3 separate regions of the Rattus norvegicus genome follow, and regions 1 and 2 are each linked to region 3. A link is a contact called in public Hi-C data. All regions are on one chromosome and are shown on one strand. Each heading gives the region's core, a stretch centred on a gene start, on an enhancer-like site or on the middle of the called end of the contact. The rest is flanking DNA. Distances are from core to core; before and after follow the strand shown. Region 1 holds the start of Fip1l1 (factor interacting with PAPOLA and CPSF1). Region 2 overlaps Scfd2 (sec1 family domain containing 2). Region 3 holds the start of Pdgfra (platelet derived growth factor receptor alpha).

Evidence for each region. Hi-C and Micro-C count contacts between places; a contact is called where the count stands out from the background.
Region 1: a Hi-C map of mammary epithelial cells shows a contact between it and region 3, with 2.1 times the contacts expected there. The contact joins the promoter of Fip1l1 here to the promoter of Pdgfra in region 3. A contact is called at or near these places in 1 of 12 Hi-C or Micro-C datasets (mammary epithelial cells) and 1 of 1 datasets of contacts at active chromatin or transcription factors (oligodendrocytes).
Region 2: a Hi-C map of kidney shows a contact between it and region 3, with 8 times the contacts expected there. The contact joins the enhancer-like site here to the promoter of Pdgfra in region 3. A contact is called at or near these places in 10 of 12 Hi-C or Micro-C datasets (the A7r5 cell line, Schwann cells, frontal cortex and 6 more) and 1 of 1 datasets of contacts at active chromatin or transcription factors (oligodendrocytes).

The regions. Positions count from the first base shown.
Region 1 is chr14:34,027,845-34,031,211 of GRCr8, reverse strand. It overlaps Fip1l1 (factor interacting with PAPOLA and CPSF1), which reads left to right and starts at 1,459. Exons shown (of 16, transcript NM_001008295.1): 1 at 1,459-1,667; 2 at 2,715-2,759; 3 at 2,848-2,887. The coding sequence starts at 1,586.
Region 2 is chr14:34,237,441-34,240,819 of GRCr8, reverse strand. The region is part of intron 5 of Scfd2 (sec1 family domain containing 2); the gene reads right to left. Among named protein-coding and RNA genes, the nearest start is that of Rasl11b, 130 kb to the left of the region's middle. Within about 2 kb of position 1,954, at least 7 of the 93 cell types and tissues checked have an H3K27ac peak or open chromatin away from gene starts, as enhancers often do. A contact at or near this core is called in Schwann cells and liver, where this site is marked.
Region 3 is chr14:33,406,609-33,409,880 of GRCr8, reverse strand. It overlaps Pdgfra (platelet derived growth factor receptor alpha), which reads left to right and starts at 1,365. Exons shown (of 23, transcript NM_012802.1): 1 at 1,365-1,485.

The DNA.
Region 1 (3,367 bases), core at 210-2,709, 620 kb before region 3:
GGAGAGTGCCTGCCTGCGGTACTCTCAAGCACACAGTAAACCTTCTTTCTGTTTCTTGTATCAAGGGCCAAAAAGATATGGTGCACCATACAACAGATGGAAGGAAAGACGAACAAGCTACGTAGTCAAATAACACAGCAGCATGTGGTCTAAAAGAGAGTTAGCTCTACTCTAGTCCCCTCCCCCACCCCCCAATCCTGCTGACCTACATTCTGCCTCTTGCTCTATTCCAAATACAGTTTGGTGCCTGGAACTCCTAGGTCTCTGCTTCTTTGCCTGTTCCTAATCTCCTTGCCAAGTGCCCCAATCCAGAAACTTCTCCATGTAGGGATCTATTTTTTTTTAACCACCTGATATAACACCTCCTCCCCTTTAATCACTTGGCTTCAGGTCTTTTTCAGCTACTATTATTTTTAAATCATTATCAATAAGATGGTCTGCATTCTATGTGTCGCTCTTCCATTAGAATAAAATCTTCGTGAAAGAAAGATTTTTTTTTTTTTTTTTTTTTTTTTTTTTTTTACTGCCCAACCTATATAGTCTTGAAGAGTTTCTGACACTGGGCAGACTTTCATACGCGTTGGTTGAATACAGGGAGGATTTTACAGAGGAGATTGTACTTAAAAGTTGAAACAATACGAGAATTTCCTACAGGGGAACAGGGCATAGCAAACAAGAGTGAGCGCAAAACTAAGAATTAAAACCCACACGATCTAGTCAGAAGGTCGGCTCTCCCCCATCAATCACTAATTAAGAAAACGCCCTGCAAGTTTGTCTACAGCTTGATATTATGGAGGCATTTTTTCAACTGAGGTTCCCTCCACTCAGATGACCAGTTTGAGTTACATTAACATAAATAAAACTTTCAGGCCACAGAGTCTCCCAATGTAGCCTGAAACTCACTAAGTAGTCCAGGTAACCTGTCTCTGCCTACCAAGTGCTGGAATTAAAGGCATACTCCACTATGCCGGACACTAATAATTTTTTAAACAAAGAGAATGCATCCTGTATATATTAATTTTTTCTTTTGTTGGTTGTTAAAATTCGGACGAATTGACAAGTATGATTGTGGGTCAAGCAAACACGTGCGGGATGATGGCCTTCCGGATTTTAAAACGAACAAATAGTGGAGGGAGAAAAGCAAGGACAGAAAAGAACAATGGTGTAGCAAAGGGAACTTGGGATTGGAAGGAAGGTTGGGGGAAGGGAACTTCAAAGAACACCAGAAGGCAGAGAGAAAGCTACTGCGAGAAGCAAAGCTGGAATCCTAGGGGTGGGGTGGGAGGGGGAGGAGCCAGTGCGCGGCGCCTGCGCAGCGAGAGGCCCAGGTGCTTGCCGCCGCGGAAGCGAATCCACCTAGAGACGCCGCGCCGCTTGGATACTGCTGCGCATGCGCAGGCGGACCAGTTGCTGAATATTCACGGTCGCCGCCTCCGCCGAGGTCGACCCTGGATTTGAGTCTCGCGCTCTCTTCGTTCGCTTACCAGCGGGTTCCCTCCCCTTCTCGCGCCCTGAGACGGCGAGGCTGGGGAAGGGGTTGAAAGGGGCTGTTGATCGTCGCCTTTAACTTGTTCGAGGGGCGGCCATGTCGGCCGGCGAGGTGGAGCGTCTGGTGGAGCTGAGCGGCGGGACCGGAGGGGATGAGGAGGAAGAGTGGCTGTATGGCGGTACGGAACTTCCTGTCTGTCTCCCGGGTTCTCTCTGGCCTTCCTCCCGGCGTTTCAGGCCCGGGCGTCCGAGGCCTCTCGTACTAGCCCTGGCAGGCCTGCGTTAGGCCGAGTGCGGCCTGCTCCGGGCCCTCGCCCGGACCCGCAGGCACTCACCGCGCGGTGGACGCGGGCCAAGGAGGCCGGGCAGCCCTGCTTCGCCCTCCTCCCCACCGTCCCGGCCTCCTCGCTTCTGCGCTCTCTATTCATGCTCTTTCTATCGATCCTGAGCTGCTTCGGTGTCTCTTGCTATTGGGTGCTCCTCCTCGTCCCTTTCTTTCAGAAACAGTCATTCTGTAATAACAGCTAAATAAAGTCAATGCTATTAAACTAATGTCTTGTTTCTTGATGGTCAGTTTGTATGGAATGCACCTGCAAGGGTACCTCCTTGTCTGAAAGTCGTGCTTTAAAAATATTAATTAAGAGAGACAGAGGTGGAGAATACACTATGGTCAACCCTGAGTTGTCTCCTGTATTAAGGTGAAGTTTTTATTTATTTATTTTTTTAGAGACTGCTCTATAGTCCACGTCATAGTTGTACCTCGTGACTCTTCCCGTAGGCTTGTATTCAGTGTTTTGTATTTGTGTCCCCAAATTGAATGCATCATGTACTTTGTTTTTGTAGAGGACATGTTTGATGTTTAAGTCGTAATCCGCCTTGGCTCTTTGTTACACCAGATTTGAAAGTATTTTGTTATTTCCCAGAACATACATTCTTGACATAAATTGTCATAGATTACATAAAAGTGAACGTTGGAGTCTAAGCAGCCTTTTAGTGATGTAACTCCGATCAAATTGTAAAGTCGATTATGTCTTTAATAATGGAAAGACAGCATTGGTACTACCCTTAAAACGTGAAAGTGTGAGGTTTCTTTTACGATGATGTGTAAATCCTCATCGCCTCTTAAATTAAGTTTACATTAATAGCAGTAAAGTCGTGTTTTTTTTTTTTTTCCATAAGAGATGTGTCTTGTTTATAAAGTGATCTAACTTTGGCTATGCTCGCAGGCCCGTGGGACGTGCATGTGCACAGTGATTTGGCAAAGGATCTAGGTTAGTGCTCATGCTCTTCCCTTCAGATTTTTCTACTTGTTGCTTAAGCTTGGTTTCCTCATTTACTTTATTTTATTTTATTTGGTAGATGAAAATGAAGTTGAAAGGCCAGAAGAAGAAAATGCCAGGTTGGTGAACTCTCCTGTTGATGCCCTACACAGATGGTGATTCTAGGATGCCGTCAGTAGTTTTATTATAATCCTTGGTGGGATTGCATTTTGACCAAAGGTTAAAGGACCTTTCCTATTTCAGGATCAATTCTGTCTTGCTTTCTAGCAGCTTATAGGACGGTTCTTGGAGTTAGGTATTTATTTGCCAACCTCTCCCCCTTGAGTAACTTTCACCCTTAACTGGGCTTAGCAGTATATACAGTGGAGTTGGGTTTTTGTTTTGTTTTTCAAGACAAAGTTCTCAGTGTAGTGTGTCTACCCCTGGCTGTTCTGGAACTCACTTTGTAGACCAGGCTGGCCTTGAACTCAGAGATCCACCTGCCTCTGCCTCCCAAGTGCTGGGATTAAAGGCAGAGCAACTACGCCTGGCTGAATATGGTTGTTAAATTACTAAGAAAAAAAATAATTTTCTGTAAGAAATAAAATAACTGAAAGTTG
Region 2 (3,379 bases), core at 705-3,204, 830 kb before region 3:
TGTGCTCCTGTGGGTCACGTCTTAAGTGGCCATGTCTTCTCTTATTAGTCTCTATGTGAGGAGAGCCACACTAATCTTTGTTATAAATGTATTTGAAGTGAACAGTATTAAGCAGGGCAGAACGTAGAGCATTAGAGGCCATGGCACATCCTCTTTCTGTTTGGTAAGCGATGAGCACTGCCCCAGGCTAGGATGACTGCAGTGAGGCAGGTCCTCCTTCCACACGGTTGATGGGAATGAACCTCGGCAAATCTCCTGGGGGTGCAGGTGACCCAAAGTTATCAGGAGACTGAGGAGTGATGATAACCTGTGACCTAGTGATTCCAGTTCTAGGACTTTATCCTAAGGAAGTAATCAAAGATAAGAACAAAGATTTATAACAAGGATGTTCAAAATTTGGAAACAAATATACAAAAATAGAAAAGTGCCTAAATAAATAATAGTAAGTCTTAGAATATAACTTATATGCTAAAATAAATTCTTATAAACAAATTCTGACATAAAGGTTAATTTGTATCTGAACCCATGTGTTTATTTGTATATATGTATTTATTATATATCTATTTATGGTGACTCTCTTTGGGTGATGGGATTAAATAGCTGAAGTTGATTAAAAGTTTTATCTGCATGATTTCTACCATAAACAGGTACTTCTTAACATGGAACAGTTATGTCGGTTTAAGTATAAATGGACGAGTCACAGGATCAGGAGAAGGCCAGGACTCACAATCCCATTTGGATTCAAAGAGGCTGCAAGACCTCGCTGCTGCTAAATGTGACTGTACCCGTGTCACTAAGACCCTCTTCCTATCAGGCACAGAGTTCTTACCAAGAGGCCAGTCTGAGAGATGTACAGCATGCAGAGGTGCCCCGAGGCACAGCCCCATCTTCCTGGTGGTTTTCTGGTCATCGTTCTAATTTAATTTAGATGGATATGGTAGGACTTCCCTTGGCATCCCAAGCAATCCCCATTACTGCTCTGAGGAACAAGCTGCTCAGAGACTAAAGGTTCAGGCACAGAGAGCTCTGCTGCATTTTTGTTATTTGGCTCATGAAACTATAAAAGTCTGGTGAGTCAACAGAGAGGCTCCAAACACAGAGGTCAGTGCTGGGCTACTGATCTTGCTGACCCCACCTCAGAGCCAAGAACTGCAGTGCAGCCTTCTCCTCCCACACTAAAACCATTAGCCAGCAGCTCCTCCTGCCTCATTCTTTTACAGCTCTGTTTTGAATAGGTAATGGCTCTTCCGGTGCCCACACACTAAATTAGCATGTCACTCCATGACGTTTCTTTACTGTAAAGGCCTTTCATGTATCTGCAACAGTGCCCTGCTTGTTAGTGCTAATTCACATTAATTGGATGATACCCTCTTTGAAATCAGACTGTGATCCCTGAAAGTCCTAAGGTCTAGTGTGGTTGTGGAAGCCAGTTTATACACATCTGGTGACTTAATAGGTCCCTGTTTTAGGCAACAGGCAAGCTACTCTAAGCCTTGCTCAGCCACGTTTTATAAATGTTTTCAGACACAGGGCAAGCTTAGGGAACTGTCAGTACTGCTCTGTCTTTTTCTTTTCCCTTGTCTCAAGTTTATTTGTAAAAACAGCATAGGACACTGGCCATCTGCACATAGTGTGTAGGTAGGTGTGTCACAGCAGTCCGTCTGTCTTCACACTAGCAGGAGCCTGTTCTATGGGGCCTTCCCAGGGGCCTGGGCACCCTTGGGAGCCTGAGCTGGAGCTGAAGCCTGGGCCTTAGCTGGAGCTGTGGCCTCTGCCTTGGTTTGAACCTTGGGCTTTGGTTGGCAGAGCTTTGAGCCTTGGCCATGTGGCTTCGAATAGGCTTCCCAAGCTTGGGGTAAGCAATGAAAGCCAGATGGCTGAGTTTGTAGCTGGAGCCCTTTGGCATCTTAGGCTTGATGGCCTGAGGCTTCATAAGGGCCTTGATGGCCTCTGCTCGTGCACTCACGGCCTTGGCATTGTTGGCCTGGATCTTCTTCAGGCCTTTCCTTGTACTTCCTGGCAAAGCGCATGTTCCTCAGTCAGGAACTTGGGGTCAACCCCTTAAGAGATTTGTATCTTTGTGATCAGGGTTTCTTGATGTCATTTCTGGACCATTTGTGGGACTGGCTGTATGTAGTGTGTTTCTTAGACTGTCTTTGTAATTCCCCATCTACAAGCTACTAAATCTGCTGACTCCAATATGCTTTACAGGCTGAGGTAGTAATGTGCTTGTTGGTGTGTTTAAAGACCCGAACTCAAATCCTAGCATGGGAAAAAGAGAAAACAGAAACAAAGCAAAGCCCCAAGAGCAATGTGCATGTCTTTTGATAAATTCCTATAGCTCCTGGCCTGAAACAAGGCTCTCCGGGAGATGCCTCCAGATCTCTAGAAACCAGGTAGCTGTTCCACAGGGTGCTACAGTTCTCCTCCTCCTGAGCCCCCTGGGAGACCATGGATCCCAGCCAGTTTTACTTATATATTATGTACATATATACTACATTATGTATGTACACACATATATGTAACAATAACAGTTAAAGAAAATGAAGCTATGAATTTGAGGTTGAGTAAGTAGGTGGGAAACACAGGAGAAGAGGGAAGAGGGGAAATAATGTAATTTCTATATAATATAAATTATATAAATTATATTTTAATAAAAATAAAATAAAAATTTTACATACACACACACACACACACACACACACACACACACATACGAGAAATGGCTTAGCACTTAAGAACACTGGCTGCTTTCCCAGAGATCATGGGTTTAAGTCCTAGAACCCACATGGTAGCTCACAATTGTCTGTGATTCTAGTCCTAGAGTAGTTGACACCCTTTTCTGGCTGCTACAGGCAATAACTATACAAGTGTTGAACAGAGAAACATACAGGTAAAAGAATTATACACATAAAAATAAATAATTAAAACTATGTATATATGTGTGCTTATGTACAGCCATGTACAAATGTATACAGGTATTACTGGAAGCCAGAGGCGTTACCCAGGAGCTGCAGTTTCTGCCACAGGTACTGGAAACCAAAATCAGAAGTATGATCTTAAGAACCAAGCCATATCTACAGTCCTATGATAGAGGTTTTTTAAAAGTCCTATATATAGTGCTTAGATCAGTGGCTCTCAATCTGTGGGTCATGACCCATCTAGGGGTTGAACAACCTTTTTACAGGGGTTGTCAAGGGAGGGAAGTAACCACAGATACATTACAATTCATAACAGTAGGAAAATTAGGGGTTGGGGATTTAGCTCAGTGGTAGAGTGCTTGCCTAGCAAGTGCAAGGCCATGGGTTCGGTCCCCAGCTCTGAAAAAAAAAAAAGAAACAGTAGGAAAATTAGTTATAAAGTAGCAATGAAGATAATT
Region 3 (3,272 bases), core at 116-2,615:
TCCCGAACCTGACACCCCAACGGTCCGGTCCCATTTAGGCACAGCACCCAGCATTTCGGGGAAACCTCTGTGATTTACCCCAGCCTCAGGGCCACTGTCGTGGTGAAATAACCAGTGGTTATTCGACGTTTTGTTATCTACCTGACCGCCTTGTCCATTTTAATTCGGATATGAGTGAGATGGAGGTAGTGTGTGTTTGGGGGTGGTGGTGAGGATAAAGGACTACTCTCGTCGTCGTCCCCCCCCCCCCCCAAGAGCATTCAAAAAATAGAGCGCAAGTCGAAGGCCCTCCCTTCCCCCACTCGCTCTGGGAAGTGCCGCTTCGCCCAGGTTTGGTTCCTGGAGTGTCAGCGCCCCCTTTCCCTCGCCCGCAGGATCGCGGCGTCCCTACTGACTCTTCGCTGGGTGTCTCGGTTTCGTGGCTCAAACATCCCGAAAGCTTTCCTAGGGTACCTCGTGTGGGACCCACTCGGAAGGGTGGAATTTAGGAAGGTCAAAATACTTCTGCCATCCAGATGCAGAGGGCAGGCGTCCCGTAGTCACACCTAGCCTGGGCCTTTTCATATGAAGATTGAAGAAACGAGGACCAGATAACTCAGAAAACAAAGGCAGTACCAGATAAGTGGCTCCAAAGGGATAAAGGTCGTTCTTCCGGAGAACATCCATCCCAAAGGTACGCTGAGCAACCGTTATTTGCACACCATCTCACAATCCAGCCTTTCAAAAACCCATCATCTTCCTATTAGGCTCCACAGTTTCCTAATCCCATTAAAGGATTACCAACTACGCGGCACTTTCCCCTAAGACCCCCAGTTCAAAACGACGCAGCCGCATTACGATTTCTCCCCAGGGCCATATTTCTAGCGAGGCCCGGACTGCCTATAGAAGGGAGAATTTGAATTCTAGATTTATATTCGTTTTAGAAATAAGCAGTAATTTTACGTGTGTTTTCCTTTCGAAGGGAGTACAAAACTATAGCGACACCCCCCTCCCCCATTGAGAAGTCAACTCATTTTGGAAATGATGGCTGTTTGTAGTTTCATGAACCCTCTTTCCCGGCAGAACGTCAACACCTCCCCCTTCAGCCACCCCCACCCCATCTGGTTTGCCCCCCCCCGTTGTTGTTGAAGTCTGGGGGTTGGGATTGGCCCCCCTGATTGCATAAGAGCAAAAAGCCATGGAGAGGTCTGAGCCTGAGAGGTTCAGAGAGCAAGGAGGAGTCCGAGGGAAACTTTTATTTTGAAGAGACCAGGGGGGGGGGGGACTTCATTTCCTGACAGCTATTTACTTTGAGCAAATGATTAGTTTTCGGAGGATGGACTATAACATTGAATCAATTACAAAATGCGGGTTTTGAGCCCATTACTGTTGGAGCTTGAGGGAGTGAAACAAACAGAGGAACTGTGGGCGAGGACTGGAGGCTTGGGGCTCACTTTTTCCTCCGGGCTATCGGATTTTCTTAGCAAACTGACGTAGGAGGAGAAGGTAAGGGAGAGGGAAAAGTGACTTTTGTTTCTAAAGATCCCTGATCGTAAATTGGGGCTGGAAGAAGCTAAGTAACTTCAAATTTTGGGCAACGAGGAAAACAAAAACAAAAACAAAACGGCTGAATTCACTTGTGTGTCCAGAAAGTAACTTATTCTGAATAAACTTCACTGGGATGGGGGTAACCATTAGAGAGTCAAAGATTAAAAAAAAAAAAAAAAGTCCAGACCTATTTTTAAAAGCCATGTTTTTCTACACAATCCTATAGCCTCCCAAAGAAATAGTTAGGCTTACATTTTTGAGGTTTTTCTCCAGGGTGGGGGTGGCATTCGTGCTTACTGGGACGAACACCAAGTCACATTGGGGGTGGAAGTAACGGTGTTTGGCCTCTTGGCAATGGGTCGTGGAAGAGGACAGGTTTTTAATGGGTATTTCCATTCGTCGCCCGCGGTTTGGCAGGACTACGCGGTAGCGGGTGGTGTGGCGCGAAGCTTGGGGAGGGGGTACACCAGGAGAAGTGTGGGAGGAAAGGGGCGCCGGGTGGGGCGCCGGAAAGGGCTAGGAAAAAGGGAGGTGTGAAGGGCTCGGCTGGAGGAGGTCGGACCTCGGATGCCGGCCGGGCACGCTCGGCGCCAGTCGAGCCCTCGTAATTACTGGACGGCGAGGCTACTGGAAACATCTGGGGCCAGACTTGAGCGCGGCAGTGGCAGCTGCGGCACCAAGAGAGTAGTGAGCGGGCGAGGGGGTGCCTGCTCCGAGGGTTCCGGAGAGTTGGGAGCGAATTATTTGGGTGCTAGAAGCCGCTGGCGGAATCCTCAGTGCGCTGGGTTCGTGCGCCTCTCACCCAGGCGACGCAGGCGGCGGCGCGGACGAGCGATCTGGAATAATGACAAACACATTTGGCCCAGAGTGAAGAAGTCGTCCTGGCCTCGCATTCCAGCAACTGGGATTTGAGGAATTTCGAACTGCACTCCGAGGGGCCCTCATTGTGCTCCGTAGTCCCCACCCCCATTCTGCTCGCCTGAGTCTCCAGTGGACTCTTTTCTGCAGGGCCGGGGGCCTGGCTGTTGCTAGTCCTGGCCGCAGGCAGCAAAGAGGCAAGATCCCTGGCTAGGAACTGACCTCTTGGGAAGAAGTCAGGACAACTCTGAAAGGACAGACGTGGGTACAGGTAAGCAGAAATATAATAGGCCAAACACCCTCGCCTCCTGCCTACAGAATTCTGGGTGTCTCTGCCCTGGGATGATGGGTGCGTGGCACTGGTCGCCTGAATGCAATGCTCAGTGTCCTGCAAGGCTCAGGAGTGATCTCCGCGCAGCCTTCTCTCCTTTCACCGTTATCCCCATTGGAAATCAGTTTATACATGACTCCCTCCCCCGACACCCCCAACTCAAGCGGGACCGAGAAAGCAGGCGGCTCTCCCTTGGCTTTGAAGCTTCTTTCTGTTTGGAAGGGGGTGCGGGACAGTCTGCAGAGTAAGGCAGTATGGCTCGGCCCCAGTCTACAGCAGGACCAAGCCAGAGCCTCGCAGCCAGGTGTGCAGGAGTTGCCAGTGACTTAGCGACCGGCCTTGGCGAGAAAGGAAGGGCTGGCCTGTTTGTGTGCTTTGGGGCGCTCTTGCAGGACCCGCGCTTAGAAGCTCCCAGCTTTGCTAAGACCTCTAGATGTAAGGAAAATGCCTGGAAGACCTTGGTCACTCAGTCCACCCCCGGAGGGTGTGCGTGGGGGAACCCAAGCTGGGGAGGGGGCGTGGGTGGCACTTTTAAAGTCTGGGATGCCCAGCGTCG